4 separate regions of the Mus musculus genome follow, and regions 1, 2 and 4 are each linked to region 3. Evidence: chromatin contacts called from public Hi-C, HiChIP or PLAC-seq and Micro-C data. All regions are on one chromosome and are shown on one strand. The core of a region is the stretch at or near the end of the contact, and the rest is flanking DNA. Distances in the headings are between cores, read along the strand shown. Region 1 overlaps Spon1 (spondin 1, (f-spondin) extracellular matrix protein). Region 2 holds the start of 4930543E12Rik (RIKEN cDNA 4930543E12 gene). Region 3 holds the start of Far1 (fatty acyl CoA reductase 1). Region 4 holds the start of Arntl (aryl hydrocarbon receptor nuclear translocator-like).

The links. Hi-C and Micro-C count contacts between places; a contact is called where the count stands out from the background. HiChIP or PLAC-seq counts read pairs in DNA pulled down with a chosen protein or histone mark.
Region 1: an H3K4me3 HiChIP or PLAC-seq map of bone marrow-derived macrophages shows a contact between it and region 3, with 5 times the contacts expected there. The contact joins the enhancer-like site here to the promoter of Far1 in region 3. A contact is called at or near these places in 13 of 39 promoter capture datasets (the 3T3-L1 cell line, 3T3-L1-derived adipocytes, cranial neural crest and 8 more), 6 of 484 Hi-C or Micro-C datasets (cerebellum, cortical neurons, embryonic fibroblasts and 3 more) and 12 of 115 datasets of contacts at active chromatin or transcription factors (the NIH/3T3 cell line, astrocytes, bone marrow-derived macrophages and 9 more).
Region 2: a Micro-C map of embryonic stem cells shows a contact between it and region 3, with 2.0 times the contacts expected there. The contact joins the promoter of 4930543E12Rik here to the promoter of Far1 in region 3. A contact is called at or near these places in 7 of 39 promoter capture datasets (the 3T3-L1 cell line, 3T3-L1-derived adipocytes, hippocampal neurons and 3 more), 4 of 484 Hi-C or Micro-C datasets (adipose-derived mesenchymal stem cells, cortical neurons, embryonic stem cells and 1 more) and 3 of 115 datasets of contacts at active chromatin or transcription factors (differentiating embryonic stem cells, embryonic limb bud and pancreatic cancer cells).
Region 4: a Hi-C map of regulatory T cells shows a contact between it and region 3, with 5 times the contacts expected there. The contact joins the promoter of Arntl here to the promoter of Far1 in region 3. A contact is called at or near these places in 1 of 39 promoter capture datasets (pre-B cells), 17 of 484 Hi-C or Micro-C datasets (B cells, CD4 T cells, CD8 T cells and 10 more), 4 of 115 datasets of contacts at active chromatin or transcription factors (embryonic stem cells, memory CD8 T cells, microglia and 1 more) and 1 of 9 other capture datasets (liver).

The regions. Positions count from the first base shown.
Region 1 is chr7:114,016,881-114,022,213 of GRCm38.p6, forward strand. The region is part of intron 7 of Spon1 (spondin 1, (f-spondin) extracellular matrix protein); the gene reads left to right. Among named protein-coding and RNA genes, the nearest start is that of Gm51454, 17 kb to the right of the region's middle. Within about 2 kb of position 4,036, at least 81 of the 459 cell types and tissues checked have an H3K27ac peak or open chromatin away from gene starts, as enhancers often do. A contact at or near this core is called in astrocytes, bone marrow-derived macrophages, cerebellum and 4 more, where this site is marked.
Region 2 is chr7:113,138,588-113,143,870 of GRCm38.p6, forward strand. It overlaps 4930543E12Rik (RIKEN cDNA 4930543E12 gene), which reads right to left and starts at 3,428. Exons shown (of 6, transcript NR_045978.1): 1 at 3,232-3,428; 2 at 2,307-2,402.
Region 3 is chr7:113,510,719-113,515,719 of GRCm38.p6, forward strand. Far1 (fatty acyl CoA reductase 1) reads left to right here and starts at 3,116. Exons shown (of 13, transcript NM_027379.4): 1 at 3,116-3,219.
Region 4 is chr7:113,203,758-113,209,073 of GRCm38.p6, forward strand. Arntl (aryl hydrocarbon receptor nuclear translocator-like) reads left to right here and starts at 3,708. Exons shown (of 20, transcript NM_007489.4): 1 at 3,708-3,887.

The DNA.
Region 1 (5,333 bases), core at 2,786-5,285, 510 kb after region 3:
GCCATTAAAGTTAGCAATAACTCTCAGATGAGCAAGCCAAGGAAGTATTGCCCATGTGGGAAACCTTGTCTTCTTGGGACTACAGGTTTGGCCTCTGCTTCACCAGTTCCTCCATCCACCACAGAAGACCCAACTGATTAACCATGGCATGTTCTCTTGAGCTCACTCTAAGCGATCCTGATTCATGGGAAACCACATCTGTACTGGTCTCAGTTCTCAGACCCTCTCTTGTCTCTGTCAGCTATGTCCCTTGAAGAGTTTATCTGCCCTGAAGACTTTGATGGTCCAAGGGGATGCTGCCAGTTTCAAACTATCATAATCCCAGATGGGTGGGTAGATGACCAATTATAGATACTAGATGATGGATGGATTAGACATATAGATAGACAGACAGACAGACAGACAGATAGATAGATAGATAGATAGATAGGATTGATAGGATAGAGGGAGGAGAGAGAGAGAGAGAGAGAGAGAGAGATCAGTTTGAGGAGTACCTTTCCATAGATGGCCCTTATTGAACTTAAACTCCTCGTTTCCAAAATGGAACTCCTCACATTGTCTTCACCCTATTCTTAACTGTGCATGTTGGGTAGTGCGTGCCTTAAGTCCCAGCACTTGGGAGCCAGAAACAGATGGATCTCTTTGAGTTTGAAGCCAGCCTGGTCTACGTAGCTAAGTTCTAGGTTAAGTGGGGCTATACAGTAAGATACTATTTAAAAAGAAAAATCACCAACAAACAAGGAACTCTACTCCTCTTTGTGCGGGAAAACATCTGAGGTGCAGTGGCTCACAAAGCCTTGCGCGGTCTCCTCACTCTTCCGAAAGCCGGTCATTACCTGGCTCCCCCCCCCCCCACCCCCAGCTAGTCAAGCGAGCACCAACCTTTCCTTCCTAACCTGCTTCAGCGCATTCCATAGTTTCCCATAATCCAATTCGTCAACTATGCTGTTATAGGTGATCTGTTAGGAATCCAGACCTGCTGTGTTCCCTCTTCTTAGCATCTTCCTATCCCCAAAATGTGCATTCAGGAAGGGAGGGGTGTCTTTCCCAATCAACATCCACAAGAGCCCAGGTACCTCAGCGGGTACTGAGAGGAATTCTCTCTGTCTCCTCTCATGGTGACCCTGATAAAGTTGTGCCCCCTCTGTGACGGGCCCGCATTTGAGGGCATTGGTCCATTTGAGAGCAGAACAGGAATATCGGACATATCCAGATGACGGGCCCTAACCCACCTCCTCCCTTCATAACAAGATTCCTCAGACTCATTTTCTCACTTTCTAACACACTTCTTTCTTCTAGTCAAGCTTTTAATCAGCCTGAAATTAATAGCATAATATCAGTAATAAATTGACTCTTGTCTCACAATGACAGGAAACAAAATCCGACCTCCGCTTTACCCCGAATCCGTCAAGCAATGACAACCTAAACACTTCATTGATTCAGTCTATACTTATTAAGATCCGAAGAATGGCTCCATCGAGGGGGATGGGGATACTGTGGTGAACGGAACTCTTCCCGGGGGCCTGCAGTTCAGTGGGGAAAGATATTTAGCGAACGTAACCTATATGTAAGGGAAAGTCCTGGCTAGGTCAGGATGAAGAGGAGGATAGCACTTTCAAAGCGTTAAAAGGCTTCTAGTTTCTGCGTAACTAGATGCAGAAATCAAAGATGAGCCCTTGTGTGGAGCCAAGTTATGCAACATGAAAAATTTAAGAGTGGTAGGGTGGTCAGGAGGTTGGAGTAGGAGAAACATGGTCAAGGGACATTATATAGTTGTGTGACAATAGCCTTGTGACATCCAGTCCTCTGTACCAACAGAAGAAAAAGCTTGTTTTCATTTTTATTTTAAAACACTTATTGAAGAGTTTTCAGCAGAAGACTGTGATCAGACAGCATTTGAAAATCAAAAGGCAATAGCCATGTCAAGGTTCCGATATGAAACGCTGAATTAGGTGGGAAGTGCAGGCAGGCAGCTGCACAGAGCCAGGAGAGAGGTGTGGGCCACTTCTGAAGGGAGGGTGGGTAGGAGCGGGGAGCAGACAGGTGCAGAGGTGAGCAGTAGCCCGTCAGGCTGACAGCTGTGGAGACAGACTGAGGGGGAAGTGAGGGAGGCAGAATGGTCAAATGCTTCTCAGGTGTGGAGCTGGCCCAGTCATGGAACTGGGAACCCTGCCATGACTGAGGTCATTAGATGAAGGTTAATGGGAAAGCCCATGAGAGCAGCTCTGCCTATGACATGTTGTTAAGATGCCCTAAAAGGTGAAGGCCAAGTGCCCAGTTAGGACCTAGCTCTGAATTTCAGGGTTCAGAGTCTCTGCAGATGCATAACTGAGTCAAGGGTAAATCAGAGACTGCCCAAAACCAGGGTCACTTGACAGCGCGGGGGTGGGGGGGTGTGGAGGTTAAGAATAAGGCTTAGGACAGAGCCCCCAAGAGCCCCCACTCTTCATGGTAAAGCCTTGGCTTCAAATGAAACCAAAAGAGAACAGCACAAAGGTGCCCAAGGAAAGAGTAGCTCCCTGGAACCCAGGGAAGACTGAGGGACACAGCCAGCTAGGCCCTACCCAGCATGAAGTCAGTCAATAGAGTCACAGACACTAAGCCACTGTGCCCTTCTGCTGTGGGATGGGAGAACCCTGCATGCAGCAGGGGAAACCTTAACCCTGCTGTAGAAGACAAAGTCTGACTTGGTTGTGACGCAGAAGGGAAGAAAATCGAGTTGGATTTGTGTGTGTGTGTGTGTGTGTGTGTGTGTGTGTGTGTGTGTGTGTGTGTTTTGGTGGCTTGGAGGTGTTTTAGGTTTTGGTGACGGGGTTGTTTCTCTCTCTCTCTCTCTCTCTCTCTCTCTCTCTCTGTGTGTGTGTGTGTGTGTGTGTGTGTGTGTGTGTGTGTTACTTCCAACGGGTGAAAGACATGTTGAAATTTGAAAGAAGTATTATATGGGGAATACCTTCCCACACTTTACCTGCCCCTCAGACTTTCTGAGACCCAGTGGAAACAAAGATAAAAAAAAAGGAAGGAAGGAAGGAAGAAAGAAAGAGAGAGAGAGAGAGAGAGAGAGAGAGAGAGAGAGAGAGAGAGAGAGAGAAAGAAAGAAAGAAAGAAAGAAAGAAAGAAAGAAAGAAAGAAAAAACAAAAAATTAATTGATGGCAAACACTCAGTTCACAAACAGCCCAAACCTTTCCACCCCACACTATGGGCTCATTTAGGGAAAGGAATTTTCCTTTGATTTTCCCAAACCCTCTATTCCCCTTTCCTTTCCAAATCTCATTAGGAAGTCAAATTAGGAAGCCTGCACGAAGCCAGGTTTTGTTTTGCACTAACAACCCCGCCCCCCCACCACCCCCATTCTCCCCCCCCCCCCCATCCCCATCCCTGCAAGTCTGATGGAGGTTAATGGGATTCCAGCCTCTTCACCCAGTGGAAAAGCCAGGGTGACCTACTTTGCAAAGCACTGCCTGTTGAAACTGACTTTTTTTCTCAGCAGTCTTCATCCGCATTCCCAGCACCCCTTCTCAAAGGGCAGGAGCGGATGAACGAATCAACGGTGACATGTTTGATTCAATAAATCAAGCCAGAGCCCTGACAGCCCAATGTTCGGGTAGAGACAGGGAAAGACGAATTCCGAGCAAAGCCGCATCCTTCACTGGTTCTTTGCAAACACAAGTGAGAAACAGTTCCTGCAATCATTGTGAATTTGCACTACTCCAGGGTGGTCTGAATGCTAAGAATTACCGGAACTTTCAAAGATATTCATCTCCTGGAAAGGACTGGCATTCCCCCTAAATTATTCCCACCCATTCCTCTTGGTTATCTCTTGCTTAGACAATGGCCGGTGTTTGTGAGATCAGCGGTGCAAAGACTGGGTCTACTTCTCCAGAAATGAAACCAGAAACAGCCCTCGGATTCCGAGGTCCCTCTTGCCTCCTCCTAGCAAGAGTCACCTGGGTCCATCGACGCCCGTGGGGTAGTAAAGGAACTCGGACTTGAGCAGGTGGTAGATCTGCATGTCCAGATGGACTTGGAATCCCAAATACCTTCTGGTTAGAAACTAATGTTGCAAAAACTTGACAAACCCTGATCCGCCAGCACCGTGCTTCAGTCTAATGAATGGCTTGGGCGCCCCCTAGTGGCTTAATAGAGTTCCTGCACTTGAGAAAACAAATTGAGACCAAAGTAAAACCTTTTAAAAACTATTACTAGGTAGGTCTCACTGGTGAGGATTTGTAACTTAGAAGGCAAGGACCAGAGTGTAGATTGATCATAAAATCATCTCTCGCCTCTTTTCCTCTGTGGTATTTTGGGAAGTTTTGCTGAAAATGAGGCACTGTACTGTCAGGAACCAATGAGAAGCCATTTCTTCACAGTTAAATACACTGGTCCCATATTGCAGGTTTAGTAACTACAAGGAAAGGTGGGGTTAAAAGCACTCGCTTCTCTGCCCTCATCCCATGCACCTCACCCTCTCAGAGGTCAGGAAAGACATTTCTTCATGTACATATTTATTTTTAATTTATGTGTGTGTAAACTGTTCATAACTTTACTAGGACTGGGTCTTTTTCTCAGAGATGTGGCTTATCACTGTGTAGATGCTGACACTTTTCAATTATGCTGGATGGGGACACTTTTATGACACTCTTATTTTTCTTGGCACCAGAGGTCTTCTGATTCACATCTTAGGTGCCCTCCAGAAAGCTAGAGGCTTGGTCTCCAGCTGTGGCATTCTTAAGAGGTGATGGAAACTTTAAGACTTGGTAAAAAGGCTCACTGGTGGTGGTGCACACCTTTAATCCCAGCACTCTGAGGCAGAGGCAGCTGGAGCTCTGAGTTTGAGGCCAGCCTGGTCAACAGAGTGAGTTCTAGGACAGCCTGGGCTACACAGCGAAACTCTGGGGCAGGGGAGGATGGAAAGAAGTTAGGCCTGTGGAGGTGTGTGCCTGGAACATCTGCTAGGACCCACCTATCCACCCACCCCTCACCCCACCCCAACCCACCCCACCCCTCACCACCTTCTTGTAGCCCCACCATGGTGCACTACGCTGCCCAGTCACAAGGAAATGTGGTCAGGTGACCATGGATTAAAATCTCTGACACCATTAGCCAAAACAAGTTTTTCTTCTTCAAAGACATTTTTCTCCAATGTTTTGTCAGTGGCAGTGGCAGAAAGCCAGAACGAGAGGGTCCATGGAGACTTTTACATTTTGAAATATTTGTGTATAGATATAATGACATGCCTCGGTGACAGGACCCAAATTTCAGCATGCGACAGGTTGCATGCACACCTTTTACAGGAGAATACGTTTGCACAATATTTGAATGCATCTGCCATTTG
Region 2 (5,283 bases), core at 2,178-4,677, 370 kb before region 3:
AGACACAGAGACAGACAGAGACACAGAGACAGAGAGGAAGAAGGAAGAGAGGGAGGGGGAGGGAGGGAGGGAGGAAGGGAGGAAGAAAGGAAGAGAGTTCTCAGCACCCACATCAGGCAGCTCACAACCAAGTGTAACTCCATTTCCAGGGGATCTGATACTCTCTTCTGGCATCCATGAGCGTGGATACACACACACACACACACACACAGACACACACACACACACACACACACACCAGAAAAGCCTATTCTGAGGGGATGCTAGGAATGGAACCAGAGTCTTCTGAAAGAGCAGCAAGTTCTCTTAACAGCTGAGCTTTCTTTCCAGTCCCCAGGTTTTTTGTTTTGTATTTTTTTTAATCTCCACTTAAAATTCCTTAAAAACTGAATTTTAATTTGTGTGTGTACACGTGCATGATACACACACATACACACACACACACACACACACACACACACGCATGCCCATGACCCCGTGTGCATGCATCAGCCAGAAGCTGACACTGAGTGTGTTTCTCTATCACTCTGCTGTAATCCCTTGAGACAGGGTCTCTCACTGAATTTGGAGTTAGGAGACAGGAGAAGCCCTAGAGCAAGCTGGCTAGTTAGGCCAGTGTAATTGGTGAGCTTTAGACTCAAGTAAGACCTTGCTTCAATGAATAATATGGAATACTATTGAGGAAGACTCAACATCAGCTCTGGGCCTCCACATACAGGTACACACATGGATGTGCGTTTACATCCAAACACACATGTGTACCCCCTCCAAGCACACATTTACACGCTGTACACAGGGGGAAAAAAGAGTAAAATGGTAGAGATTTGAGTTCCCACTATGACAGGGGAGATCAAAGGTGGCAGTAGGGACAAAACAGCACAGAAGTGACAACGTGTAAACTCTGTAAAGACAGACGGGACTGGTGTGCTTCTCAGGATGGGCAAAGGTAGGCCAGGCCTGCAACTGGAGGAGTCTTTGGGTACAGACACTTGCTGAGCCAGCTTCCTTTCCAGCTTGTCCCTCCTACTGCCTGGTGGGTGCCCCGCATAAGACATGTTCTTTCCTGCTTCCATGGCTCTCTACCCACATCCTTGCTCTCCTTATCAGCCTACCCACTGCCCGCTGCCCACTGCCCCCTGCCCCCTGCTGCTGCCCCCTGCCCCCTGCCCACTGCCCCCTGCCTACTGCCCCCTGCCTACTGCCCACTGCCCCCTGCCTACTGCCCACTGCCCCCTGCCTGCTGCCCCCTGCCCACTGCCCGCTGTCCACTGCCCTCTGCCCTGGTCTTTTAAGGCTTAGCTCAACCATTTCCAGTTTCTTCTCCCCACCAAAGCCCAGGCTTCCCACTGGGGGCACCACATCTCTAGCCACGGACCTCCCTGGAGTAGTGGCTGTAATTATTTTGGACGCCTTTCCCCTGGGGGCAGGGACCAAGCTCTATTCATGTCTTCGCCTTCCATATGGGTCTTGACATAGAAGATGTGTTCAAAAAGTCAAGTGAATGAATTAAAAGAATTGTTTCCCCTTGGATTCAATCGAAGAGGCGATTGCAGTCACTTGCATCATGCAATCTTCATTGTGCCGACTTGAAAAACACTTTTTCTTCTCCTCCCACGACCAGTGTGACTCATCCCTGGGGCAGATAACACAGCTAGAAACTTCACTTTCTAAAATCTTTTCAAAAATCTGCTTTTTGAACATTCTCCTCCCAAGACAAAAACACAAGGAGGGTTTGGATTCTCTCAACTTGGCGGTTGACTGACAGAGTGCTAAAGATGTTTGGAGCTTCATCTCTGCAAGAGCCTCCAAAAAAGAACAGGCAGGCGAGTCACCGAGCGAGTCGTTCATCTTGGCTCCACTCATGGCTCTCTCAGGCCTTAGCACCACTTCTCACTCAACAGACACAGCACCTCCATCATTCCTGGAAGGCGTGGAGACTGAAGACCAAGAAAAAGCACAAACCAATAAAAGCTGACGTGGAGCTTAGGTCTGTCTAAGCCAGAAGGGTGCTGTAGCAATGTTACCCTGTTTGTTCTGGGTTCAATAGAAGACAGGCCCACCAAAATTGGGTGCTGATCTTTTGTATACATGTGATCTATGCACGTGTTCCTGTGATGTTCCTATGGGGTATATACTGTGTGTTCAGTTGCATGTACACCTGTGTTTACATTCTTGGGGAGGTCAGAGGTCAATGACAAATATCTTTAATTGTTCTCCACTTGATTGATCATCAGTGCTTTGGAGGTTTAACATATGTTTTTTTTTTAAAGAGTTTTTTTATGTCTATGAGTGTTTTGCTTGCATACCTGATGCCCTGGGAGAAGAGACGAGGGAGTCAGATCCTTGGAGTTAGAGCTGCAGTTCTGGATGGATGTAGGTACTAGAAATTGAACCCAGGTTCTCTGCAAGATAAGGAAGAATTCTTATCTTCAAAGCCATCTCTCCAGCCCCACCATTTTGGGTCTTGAAGACAGGGTCTCATAGAACCCAGACTGATCCTGCTGTTTCTGTCTCCCACAGGTTGGCTTATAGGCACTAACCACCACACCTAGATTTCCATCTTCTTTTTTTAAAACAGTCTTCTATTGAATTTGACACTCACAGATCCAGCTAGATTGGCTGGCCAATTAACTCTGAAATTGACTGATTCCACCCTTAACCCCCCAGTGCTGGGATTGTAGATATGTACCACACGCAGCTTTGAGATGGATTCTGGGATCTGAATCCAGGTTCTCTTGCATGTGTGTCACACTCTCCTCACTGAGCCACCTCCCAGCCTTGAACACCCATCCTTGACAAGACAAGATGTGGGCAAGGACAGCATCCCTGGGAAAACACGGTATTCTCCTTTCTGGTTTGTGGCTGTGACAAAACACTGACTAAAAGCAACGTAGGGAGGGGAAAGGGATTATTTGGCTTATGGGTCACAGTTCATCACTGAGGGAAGTCAGGGCAGGAACTCAAGGTAGGAACCTGGAGGCAGGAGGTAAAGCAAAGAAGACAGAGAAACGCTGCCTACTGGTTTCCCTGCGTCTTTCTCTGTTTCCTTTCTTACACAACCTAGGACCATTTGCCAAGAGGTGGTACTGCCCACAGTGGGCTGGGCCCTCCCACATCAATAGTTAATCATGAAAATACCCACAGACATGTCAATGTGATAGAGGCAATCCCTCAACTGAAGTTCCCTCTTCTCAGGTGATGCTAGTGCGTGTCAAGGTGACAAAAACTCACCAGCACACACAGTTTTCAGTGATGGTTATGACGAGCACCTGCCCCAGCCACCAACCTGCTCTTTCCCGTGTCCCTCTTTGCACCTTGACTGCAGTGCCAGGAGCTTTTTCTCCTGTCCACCCCCACACAAGGACATAAAAGCCCCTTTCTCCTAGCTTGCCGCTTAATTACAACTTACTGCTCCTTGTCCCAGCACTGCCATGGCAACAAGTAGCATTGGTACAAGAGTCAAAAGCAAGAAAGGTTGCCTGGCAACAGAGTAGTAGGATGAATTCAGCGATCCCAGAGGCCCAAGTTCTAGCTTGGGTTCTGACTACCTGGGACACAGCAGATAAAAACCGAGCTCCCCTGCACTTTGATTAGCCTTGGGGATTGTATTGTTATTTGTGAAACAAAGGTAGGAACAACGTTGGTCTCAGAGGACTGCTGTAAAGAGCAGCTCATTCCACTTATTCTGGGTCGCTGTTGTTGGGAGAGAAAAATCGCACGTGTGGACTAAGCACAAAGCAAACCAATGTCAAAGACAGACCAAGGTCAAAGGCAGATTACTTTCTGAAGACTGAGCTGCAGGAGTGTCAGTCACTTTGGTGCCATCTCTTTGTTATGGTCTCCTTCCTGTAGCCTCTTTGATAGTGTCTCCTGGGAGGATCATCAAATGTGTCAGTTATAATTCAAATGTAGATGCTGTTCGGCCAATCAACTTTATCTCTAGGAATCTTTGATATGGAAATACATGAAAATGTTTTCAAGCTGAAAACTGAATATGAACCCAAGAGGCCATTGAAGAGGGGACAACAGCACATCAAGCAGTGGGACCAATGGGATGCTGTGCAGTTTGAGAGGAGTCATTTGTCCAGTGATTGCTATTCTTGTTTTGTTTTGTTTTTTGTTTTGTTTTGTTTTTTGAGACAAGTCCCCATGTAGCCGGAGCTGGCTTCAGGTTTGCTAGGTAGCCGTATGACCTTAAACTTCTGATCTTCCTGCTTCCACCTCCTGAGGGCTGGGAGTCTAAGCATGTATCACCAACCTCAGTTTAATGCTGTGCCGAGGATAGAACCCAGGTCCTGCACATCCTATACCAACTGTGTCACATCCTCAGCACTTAGGAATTGGGGCCACTGAATATTACCTGCTACTGATTGTTCCCTGTAGTCCCTCAAGGCCCTGTGAAGAGGTCATGCCATTTGTAACAGCAAGATACTAGAAAACAAAATGGCCAGCATTTGAAATTAAAGTAACACTCTGTAGGGTTAAAAAGGTAGCTCTTCATTCAACAACAGACAAGGGGGTCTCTAAAATAAGATGTGTAGCAAATGAAGGCAAATGGCAGACAGACACACCCTTTCCAAAGATGTACCTACAAACACATCTCAAAATGCCTGGGAGGACTTGTCTCAGAGTATAAACAGTCACTTCTTGTTGCTTCCAGAAGAGGTGATAAATGCTTAAATATCCTCAAATGTTGTGTATTCCATTCCACCCACCTGAAAAGCCAGCCAGGGCCAGATAAACACCATTACCTCGCTAGCATACAGCAGTGGGCCTCACGATACTCTCCAAGTCCTTGTTGTCTCTATCACAATGTTGACACTTTAATCAGTTGCTTATGTGTTTCACACTCAGCCTCCCAAGTAGACTAAGAGCTCTGGGGTTGCAGAATCATCTTTTTATTGCTTACTCCAGGGTCTCCCCAGCCTCCCTAGGACATTCATTAAAATGAGAGGTTGAAACCTTGATGGAACAAGCCGAAGTCACCCTAGCTGCCGTGGGTTCATATCCACTCGTGTTGGGCAAGCATGCTCTAAGGGAGAGTTGGTTAGAGAAGAAGCTGGGTGGAAACTGCCCAAACAAGTCGGGATGTTGGCATGACGTTCACAATCTGGGCAGCAGGTGGCGCACATGACCTAAATTTCTTAGGCCATTCACAGAGAGAAGGATGTAGGGGAACCAGCAAAGTGGAGAATGTCATTCTCAGGTGTCTCCGGGCAGATGCTCTGTCCTCTGCCCCAGGATGTGACCCTAGCCTCTGCCTTCCACCCTTTGCTCTCACCC
Region 3 (5,001 bases), core at 1,866-4,365:
ACAATATGGCTAATTGAAACCTGAATAAATGTCTGTTTGCTCTGATAAAGTAAGTATATTTTGCTATTGTATATATGAAATATAATTGTATATTATCTGTTTGTAATAACTAGCACTGTTTCCTGATTTTATAAGAGATTTAAACATTTGATTGTCAAGGCCTATAGACTTACTCTACTAAACTAGAGATTTTAAATTTTGCTTTAGAAGTAAGATTCTATATTCTTCTGTGCTGTGATATTAATTTTTCCGGGCTCTACATGATTCTTTTTAAGTTGTGCAAGCCTTTTAAAGATTGACAGGTATTAGATATTTGTAAATCTATATGTAATTACCTCATTTTCCAAACAGATGTACTGTTGTGGTTTTAAATAATCTTTTTTTTTTTTTTTTCCCGAGACAGGGTTTCTCTGTGTAGTCCTGGCTGTTCTGGAACTCACTCTGTAGACCAGGCTGGGCTCGAACTCAGAAATCTGCCTGCCTCTGCCTCCCAAGTGCTGGGATTAAAGGCGTGTGCCCCCACCGCCCAGCGGTTTTATATAATCTTATAGCTAACTATTTTCTGTTGTGGTGATTTTGTTTTTGTAAAGCCTTATAACTAAGCAGTCTGTTAGAGTTCTACAGCGGTACAGCTTCTGACAGAGGAATGTGAACAAGATTTGTGAGGTGAAGTAGAATATTGTGAGTGCTTTTATACTACCAACAGGGGTGGACAACAACACAAGCCCCCAAGCCCCCAAGCCCCCAAGCCCCCAAGCCCCCAAGGGAAATCACCTGGCACCACGTAGTCTACCCTGAAGCTATTCTAAAGAGATACTTGTGTGTCTCAGTCAGACTACAGAAACAAAGGACCTTAGAGAAATGGGAATTTCCCTAGAACTCTCAAGCTGGGGGAAAAAAGAGGCCAGCCAGAGAGGGAACTAGCTTTCTAGAAAGATTTCACAGAGTTTTAGCAATGCACCAGACCAAGTTATGAGATGAGACTGAAGCCCAGACAATGATGGGCCAATGGCGAGTGAGATAACACATTGACTGTTACTGCATAGACGTGGATCTCCTGGGCCCTTAAACTTTAATCTTATGTCAGGATACTGAAGATAGACTGTGTGTGTTGTGTGTGTGGGTGCAGCTAACTGGATCTCCCTGTCCCTCCACCCTATGTGGCCATGTTGAATAAATCTCCTTATTCTGCTCTCCATTATTAATGCCTTTTAGTTGCCTTGAGGACAAGTGACCCAACCTGGCTTGGAGTTCCCAACTAAGTTTCAATAGTACGTTGCCTATGTTCTGGTAAATACCCCCCACTCCCCATCTTCAAACACATTCATGCAAGCAACTGTAATTAAACTCGGGGATTAAAAAAAGACATCGAAGTAGCAGGAGGCTTTAGAGTGAGATGATTAATGGAGGTGTATCTGTTAGAATGCATCCAACATACATATGAGATTGTCAAATAAAAAAAGCACAGAGTTTGCAAAAAGGGCAATCCCTTATACCCGTAGTAGTTTGTAGTTCTTAAGTATTATTTCTATTATTTTAAATTACGTGTATGCGTGTGTCTGTATGTGGGTGGTATGTGGATGTGAGTGCAGGTGCCCATGGAGCCCAGAAGGGAGGCATTACTAGCAGGTGATTGTGAACTGCCAACTGTAGATTACTGGGGACTGAACTCGCATTTTCTGAAAGAGCAGTACCTGCTTTTAGCCACTGAGTCTTCTCTCTAGCCTCGGTTTTTAGTTTTTGAATGACAGCTAAAGCCTGGTGTTGATTATAACCAGGATGCAATAGTTTTTTCCAAAATGATTGCACCGTGCATGAAGCACACAGCCCCACGAATCTTCTTCATACACCCGGGTAATCACCACCACATCAAGAAAAAACAGGTTCCCAGCTCATACATTGTAATGAGCATAGTTTTTTAGAAAAATGTTTTTTAGGCATGTAAAAATAGTGTAGTCAGGATCCCCACTACACTCAAGGCTGCACCTGATAACCATAACTCCGTACACCACTCACTCAAAGATAACAAGAGATAGTCCTAGAACTAACTCCACGATGCCCAGTGAACAGTATATAAGCAGAGACTAAGAGCAATGCTCTGCTCTGCACATCTGGAGAGATGCCACTTTGATCTGCCCTGTGGCTGGAGAATCTTTTCTAGGATCCTGCCCCTGGAATCAGAAATTTCTGTTTGAGACTGGACCTGACCTTCAGCCAAGATACATCGCATAGGTAAGCAGCCTCGGGAGATAGGCTTAGGACCGTAGTTAGGAATTCAGAGTGTTTATATTGTGTGAAGACCCAAAGCATAACTAAATAAAACTTGTTATACTAACTACGCGTATCTACCTTCTAGCTCGCGACACTCAGCAAGTTCCCGTGCACCCTAGCTCTCAGCACACGCCCCACCTTCCAACGCTGAAACTTCTCTCACTGTCCCTACATCTTGCACGGGATTGTCTTGAAGGAGGAAGGACTAGGTGGACAGTCTCTCGGGGAGGATGGACGCGGGCTCCAGTCCTCCCGATGGGCCCTTCAGAAGGTCCATACAGTGCTGGCTCCACATTCCGAAGGAACCAAGCTGGCAGTTATCAGGGAGGATCCTCACACTCAGTTAAGACCGAGGGTAGCCGGCCCCATCTGGGGAGCGCCAGGGTGCACGTTGGCAGTACTCAAGCACGCCGCGATGGCTGCGGGGCGGGCTCTCACGTCTGCCACTTGTCCCGCACCTTTTGCGTGGGCTGGGCTCCCGCGCCAGGGTAGTCGGGCGTGGCCCAGGGCGCGACCCTCCGGGAAGCGGGCGGCCGGGGGCGGCGCTGCTGAGCGGGGATGTGCGGCGCGCGCCCATTGGCTGCGCTTTCCCCGACCACACCGCCCAGCCGCCCACTTCCCGGCCTCTCTCCGCTCCCCCATTGGCCGTCCTGCCTGGGGGGTTTGGGGTGGGCGGCTGAAGAAGAGTGGAGGGTGAGCGGTTCTCCCGGGAAGAGTGTGAGCAAGAGCCAATCAGGAGCAGACGTGGAAAAGAGGCGCCACGCCAACCAGTCAGACCCCGAGGCGCGGTCGGGACCCGTGACGCCATAGCGCTCTCAGCCAATGGGCGCACCGCTGTCGGTCCGCTCTTCAGCAGCCGGTCGGGGGCGGTGAAAAGCGAGTGAGGAGAGCGCGACCACGGCGTAGCCATCGCTGAAGGGAGAGCGAGGCCCGAGCTTCCGCGTCGAGGTGAGCGGCACGGGCTCTGTCGCAGGCTCGGCCGCGGCCCCTCCGCACTTGGCCGCCGTTTTGCGGGAGTCCTAGGCCGGGCTGCGTTGAGGTGGGGCCTGCGAACCGCCCCGCCCCCGCCCCGCCACGGCCGCCTGGAGGCGGGGGCGCCTCCTCTGCTGGGACTGTCCCTGCGCGGCGTGGCCGGGCCGCCGCCCTCCCGACTGCCAGGGCCGCGGCGAGGGAGCTTAGAGGCCCCTGGCCTGCAACCCGGGGAGGCAGGGGTTCCGTCTGCGGGGGGAGGCCGCGCAGAGGCGGCCACGGTGGGGGCCCGAGTTAACGGAGGAGGGTGGCGGCCTGGGATTGAGAGGAAGAAAGTGATGGGAAAGGGGTGATGCTCTGGAGAGGGCGTCCAGTGAGGAGGCCCCTGCTCCAGAGTGGGATCGGCCTCTGGGAAGTAGGTATCAATGGCGTTGCGGAGAAATCAGCTGAGAGATGGAGAACTGGTTTGGGGTTTGAAGGTTAAGGTCTCTGGACCAATGGGGACAGGGCATGTGGAGTGTGAGAAGGTACACACAGAAACCGGAAGGTGTCCGAGGAGTGGATTTTAGATGAGGGGTGGATGGAGGCTGTCTGACTAGAAGGCGTTATTTGGTTTCTTGGAAAGTACACAAGGAACAGTCAAGGTGGATTTCTGTGTGCTTGCTCAAGGGTGGGGATCTTTTGTGAACAGTGGAGTGAGTTGGGAGTACAGAGTTGAGAGAGAGTATCTCAGGATGACAGCTCGGAACACTCAACGTAGCTACCTACTGAGGCTGATCATTAGCTCACCTTTATGCTGTCCCCTGGATGATCCATCTGATTGTTTAGCCACAGCTCACACAAACTTAGCTCTTAGAAGTAATGGGTATTAAGTATTCTTTGATTTTTTTTTTTTTTTTTTTTGGACTGGGAAATTGCTTAATTCTTAAAGAAAAGTGCTAAGGGCAACATTTAAAGAGTCTGGTTGGGGATGGATAATGGATGGGTAATATGACATGAGGATGGTGCAAGGTGTCTTACAAAAACAGAAGTGATACTGTGTGAATGTAGTTGTGCAGTTCTGAATGAGCAATCTTTTTAATGTAGTGGAATTTGTTTTATGCTTGTTGGGCAGTTGCTTTCACTTTTGAGACTAGTTTTGTAGTTAAATAAACAAAAAATATTTTCACTTAAGAAAGACATTAGTATATGTGTGTTGCTGTCAACTGCTTTCCTCTTTGAAGCTTTTATTTGTAGGGTACAGGTAGAATTAAATCCACATTTTCAGTGGATTTAAATGGGAGAGATAATTTCTGCTTAAAGATAGGACAAAAGGCCGGTGAAAAGTTACAGTTTGAGGGCAGAATTCAAGAGAGCAGTTGTATAAATGTTTTCTTATTCACCAGCTCAGCATAGAATTTTAGCTAATGGATCATTCTTTAGGACAGAGAAGGTATTTGTGGGTAACACATTACTGTAATTACATTTTGCTTTTAGTATAATCTAGTTCCCAAAGGGCTGAGTTACCTGTAAGCAGAGAGACAGTTCAAGAGAAGGGCAAGTTTTTTGGAAAAGGTGAATTTTGGGTCATTTGCACCAGGAGTTGGTGTGTGGGTTATTACTAGACACAAGAATGATTACAGTAGTTTGGATGAAGTATAAGCAGACTGTGGATTTAAAAACCTCACAAGTGTAAATAGTTTCTAAGTCCAATTACAGATCTGTCTGAAGAAATGGTTAGATATGTAGCCATCAGTTAAGCTTCTTCCTGCAGCTTGGTTG
Region 4 (5,316 bases), core at 2,458-4,957, 310 kb before region 3:
GCAAATCTGGAAGGTAGGTATTCTAGTTTGCTTTTCTGTTGGTATGATAAACACCATGACCAAAAACAGTTGGGGGGGAGAAAGGGCTTGTTTGCCTTACCCACTAAAGTCCATTATCCAGGGTAGCCAGGGCAGGAGCTCAAGACAGAAACCTGAATGCACAACTGAAGCAGAAGCCACAGAGGAATGCTGCTTACTGGCTTGCTCTTCCTAGCTTTCTCAACTACCTTTCCCATACAGACCAGACCCATCTGTGTTAGGAAAATACTACCCACAGTAGGCTGAGTACTTCTACATCAATTAGCAGTCAAGAAAACGTTGTCAGTCTAACGGAGGCAATTTCCAATTGCCAGTCTCTCTTTCTTCCCAAGTGCATCAAATTGACAATCAAGATTAGCTAGCGTAGAAGGTACATGAACTTCTGGGATGAGGGTTATGTTAAACATATTTAAAGAATTTGGCACTCCCAGGTGCTCACTAAATAATCTCTTTTCCTTTCTTTATCCCTTCTTTGGTTGTGTGATTTTTTTTTAAAGATTTATTTATTATTATATGTAAGTACACTGTAGCTGTCTTCAGACACACCAGAAGAGGGAGTCAGATCATGTTACAGATGGTTGTGAGCCACCATGTGGTTGCTGGGATTTGAACTCTGGACCTTCGGAAGAGCAGTCGGGTGCTCTTACCCACTGAGCCATCTCACCAGCCCGGTTGTGTGATTTTTATTCATGCTCAGGAAACTTAGATTGAGAGTACTTACTTTGACTTTTTAGTTGTTCTGAAAGAATTGATAAATTCATTGTTCTGGAAGGTAAAGAATAAAAGGCAAAGTAGGTGCCAGTAGAAGATAAACGGGTTTGGGTTTCTAACAAAGAGAAGCACTATGGAAAATATAACTGACCATAAAAAAACCAGGTTTGCACAAGGAGAAGCCATCCTTTGTCTACTAGTGGTAGAAAAAAGCAAGATAAAAAAGAAGATAATCAAGGCACATGGAGGGCTAGAGTCTTAACCCACCCCCATCCCCGGTTTGGCCAGCTATTCCTTGGTGAACCTTTTTTGTAGTAGGACAATGTATCATCAAGACAGAGGCAGCTAGAGTTACTATAAAATTCTCTTTGTTGATTCCAATGAGGTTCCACCCACACATCCTGTCCTTCCATCCCTTCCGGGCCCCAAAGAGTAAGTCTAATTTCTCCTCTATTTGACAGCTCTTCAAATATGTGAAGAAAGCTACCTTGTACTCCCCGGGGCAAAAACTTCTGTTTCCTTTCATCTTTCCTCATGTGGCATAGTTTCTAGTCTCATTACATCCTGATCTCTCTCCTTGTGCACAGTGATAATTTTTCTTTGCCAAGTCTCAGTCACAGGCAACTCCATGTGGGTACTGATCAAGACAGCCCATGTTGCTTTCTCTTAGACTTTCAGTGGTTGTCCGGAGACAGCATTCTTTCTCTGGGCAGCCACAAATCTCTGTGGACTGAGACTGAGTTGTGTGTGACTTAGGGCTCCCATCTTGTTCTTTTATGCATCTGTTCAGACACCTCTGCCCTACCCTGTCTAAGAACAGCAGGCTTCCCAAGATGGGACCCTATTAAGGAGCCCATTGTTCCCTATCAAATTTGGCTGGTGTTAAGTAGTATCTCTTCCTCTGTTGGCTTTCTGTTACCTGGAAAATGAATGCAAAGTTCCTAGTTTTTCTTTCAGGACATGGGTAAAAATCCTGAGTCTGGGCCTAGTTGAGAGCCTTGCACCATTTTTTGGTAACTGGCCTGATGTGAGCCTTTAGCGTGGAAGCCACATTTAGAACATGACTGACACTTTATTTGTAGAATGGGGTAAGAACTGCTTTCTGCACAGGGTGGTTGTCAGGATACAGGGGTTGAAAAAAAAGGAGGGAAAGCTTTTAGCACATGCCCGGCACACAACACGGTAGAGAGATATTGTGGGATGCATCAGCCAGCATCTTCAGGTTACTGGTACTTAGCTAGCTATTAGTCCATTTAATTAGGTCAGCATCCAGCCCACATTTCCATCTTGTAAGTAATATCTTTTCTAATGCTGTATTAAAGTTCCATCTACACAGAGAGATTCCTTCACAGAACAGGACAGAGAAAGAATAAATCTGCTTTGAAACTCAGGGGAAGTGGGAAGTTACCCATGAAGTTCTTTGGTCTTGAAGCCAATTCACATTTCAACCAAGGCTGTGTGCCTTGCAAAGGGCTGGACATGGGTCATGGCTTTATAAGCATTGAAATGCTGCCTTGTGTCCCAGGAACCTGCCTGTCTAGAATTCATTCTATAGTCACACGAGCTGGTCCACTTCACATAAGTGAGTCGAGTGTTTTGATCCCATTTGTTCATGGATCCAGCCCACATTTGCAGAGTACTTTCTGGGTGTCAGCCCTATCCCCAACACCCCACCCAGGCCCCTCCAGCACATGCTAAAGGGGAGGGAGCACACATGGTTCAAAAAGGACGAAGTGGCCTTGCTATCAGGAAGTTTAACATTTAGAAGGTTTGCCAGTTGTTTGAAGGTAGAAACAAGACAACTTCTTTCCCTCTCCCCCTCTCTCTCTATTTCTCCCTCCCTCCTCTTCCTCCCCTCTCTCTGTCTCTTTCTTTAAAAATAAATAAATAAATCTCTGAGCAGGTGGTGCCTCGGGAGGCAAAAGCAGGCGGATCTCTGTGAATTGGATTCAAAGCCAGCTTGATGATCTACAGGAGTTCCAGGATAGCTAGGGCTACAACAGAACAACTAACCACCCAAACAAACAACTTTGCAACTTTTCTTTCTTTCCCGCTCCTTTGATACTTTTGCAAAGTACATTTGCTAGGGCCATGTCCATAACATGTAATAGAATCTTGCTCAGGTCTCACCCTGTGGCCCCGGCTAGCTCAGTACTCGCGATTATGCCCCTGCCTCAGCTTCTTGAGGGTTGGAATTACAGACTACGCCACCACCCCCGGGAGACTTCTCTTCCGATCGGGAATGACAGCTCCACTGGACGCTTGGAGGTCAAGAGAAAAAAAAAAAAAAAAAAAAAAAGAACGCGCGATCCGGTTAGTCGTCGGAAGGAAAAGTCTTCTAAATGCGCTAGCTATTAGCGCTGTGGTTCCGACTAGGACAAGCCAGGGGTTTCAGGAAGGTTCTGTCACTCTGTGTTCCTAAAATGTGGTTTCCTAGATGGAGCTGGAGAGGGATGGGCGAAGAGATGCGGCGTTTTCTCAGTGTTCTGCGAGCCAGGAAGGGGACGGAGGAGGAGGGAGAGCTGAGAGGCAGTCACTAGCCAGGGACGCGGCTGAGGAGCAGGGGACAACGGCGAGCTCGCAGAGTCCGCAACGCAGTGGCCTCAGCGAGCTTTAGACCTGAGGGGGAAAACCGAGGGCTGGGGCAAGAAATCCACAGAGCGTGCCAATTGGTCCACTCCTCGGGGCGTGTGCTTCTGTGCGCCAAATGATTGGTGAAGGGAAAGTAGCAGGTAAACCAGCCCTGCCGTCTTGCCATTGGTCAGAGGCTTTCCTATCGGTCACTCGATTGGCTAGCCTAACGCAGAGCAGAACGCGAATTGGTTTGGGTTGTCCGCCAAGACAACTCCGTTCGCTCTCTCTGATTGGCTAACGGGAAGAGGCAGGTATCCGGGCTGCGCGGCTCCTCCATTGGTGGGCGGGGAAGGGGGGTTGGGCACAGCGATTGGTGGGCGGGGGGCCGGGCCTGGGCCGGCGGGGAGCGGATTGGTCGGAAAGTAGGTTAGTGGTGCGACATTTAGGGAAGGCAGAAAGTAGGTCAGGGACGGAGGTGCCTGTTTACCCGCGCCGGACTTGCCGCCGCCGCCGCCGCGGGATCCGAGTGCGGGTGCGGGCGCGGGCGCTCGCAGCGAGCCACGGTGAGTGTCGGCATGGCTGCGGGCAGCAGCCGTCTCGGGGCGTCCCGTCGGGGGTCGCGAGTTCCCGGGCGGGCGCACCGCCCCCGCCCGCGGCGCAGCCGGGCCGCCGGGAGCCCTGCCCGACGTGCCCGCTGCCGGCCTTAAAGGGCCCGTGCGGCTCCCAGCCCCCACCTAGCCTCGGGGAGGCTGCGCCCCTTAAAGGCGCCGCTCCCGCGCACCCCCATCTTCCCCGCCTGGGCTGCACAGCGGGCGGGGGAGGACTGGGGGGACCCTGGGACGCTGTCAGCGGGTGCGCCCACCTTCCCCGCGCGGGCATCACCACCTGGCTCGGGAGGGGGCGGCCAGCGGCCTCTTAAAGAGACAGCAGTACCGGGTGGCAGCAATGACCCGAACCTGGGAAGAGCTCCGGGATACATCCCCGGGAGCTTCTGGATCCCCGAGGAGATGGCCGGGACGCGGGCAGAACGATGCTATGCGGCGCTTGCCTGGTCAACCCTTCTACACTTCTCCCTCGGGAGCCGGGTGGGGGCGGGGAGGGCGTCTCCGTCAAGTCGGGGAGTCCGTACTGGTACGTCCCTATGGCCTGTCTTGGGGCTGGCGCGGACCCCGGGAATCCCCTGGCTGGCTTGGACCAGGCCCACGGACAGCCGTCGGGCCTGCGCTGTCCGGTACCTGGGTGGTCCTGGAGGATGTGTCTTCCCCGTTGGGTCTGGGAGTAGGTACCCGATGGCGTGGGGACTGTGCCCTGTGCCCGGTAGGCGTCAGAGACCCAAGGAGTGCGCAGCAGAGGCTTCACTCCGATGCGGGTTTGACAGATAATCGGGGAAGAGGAAGGTTTCCACTGGAGATTACCCCAGTGTAGACAGCTTGGGGTGCTCGGGTTTGCAGGGAGAAGTCAAAGATAGAATTTTAGGCAGACTCGGGGCGCACATGGAAGCCATCCCCGGGGTCGCGTAGCGGGTTGTGTTCGGAAATGAGTGCGTTGGACACCGGTGTGTGTGTCTGTCAGAGTTGCGCTGGCCAAGCTGACATGATCGCCCCTTACCTGTTCGGGGTGCACCTTCTCCAGTCCTTTCCCTACATTTAGCCTAGTTTTGACCCTCTGACCCCTTGAGATCTGGCTCCTCTCCTGTCTTAAGTTGCTACTTTTAAAGTAAGAAATCATTAATCAAGTTTTCTCACCTAACTTCCAAAAATCAGAGACTGTAATCACGACCAATTACTTTTTGACAGTACCAGTATTGCCAAGATCTTCGTTGTGGGTTTTGTTTTTATGTCCAGGAAAACTGATCATTAAATGCTTTTTTTCCTACTGCTCTTGCTTGTCATTTTTCCTTTTCACATTTGCTGCTGTGCCCTCTTTCAATCTATTTTTACTTAACAACTATTATTTTTATTCTTAAGTTCCCATTGATACCAGGATCTGTCA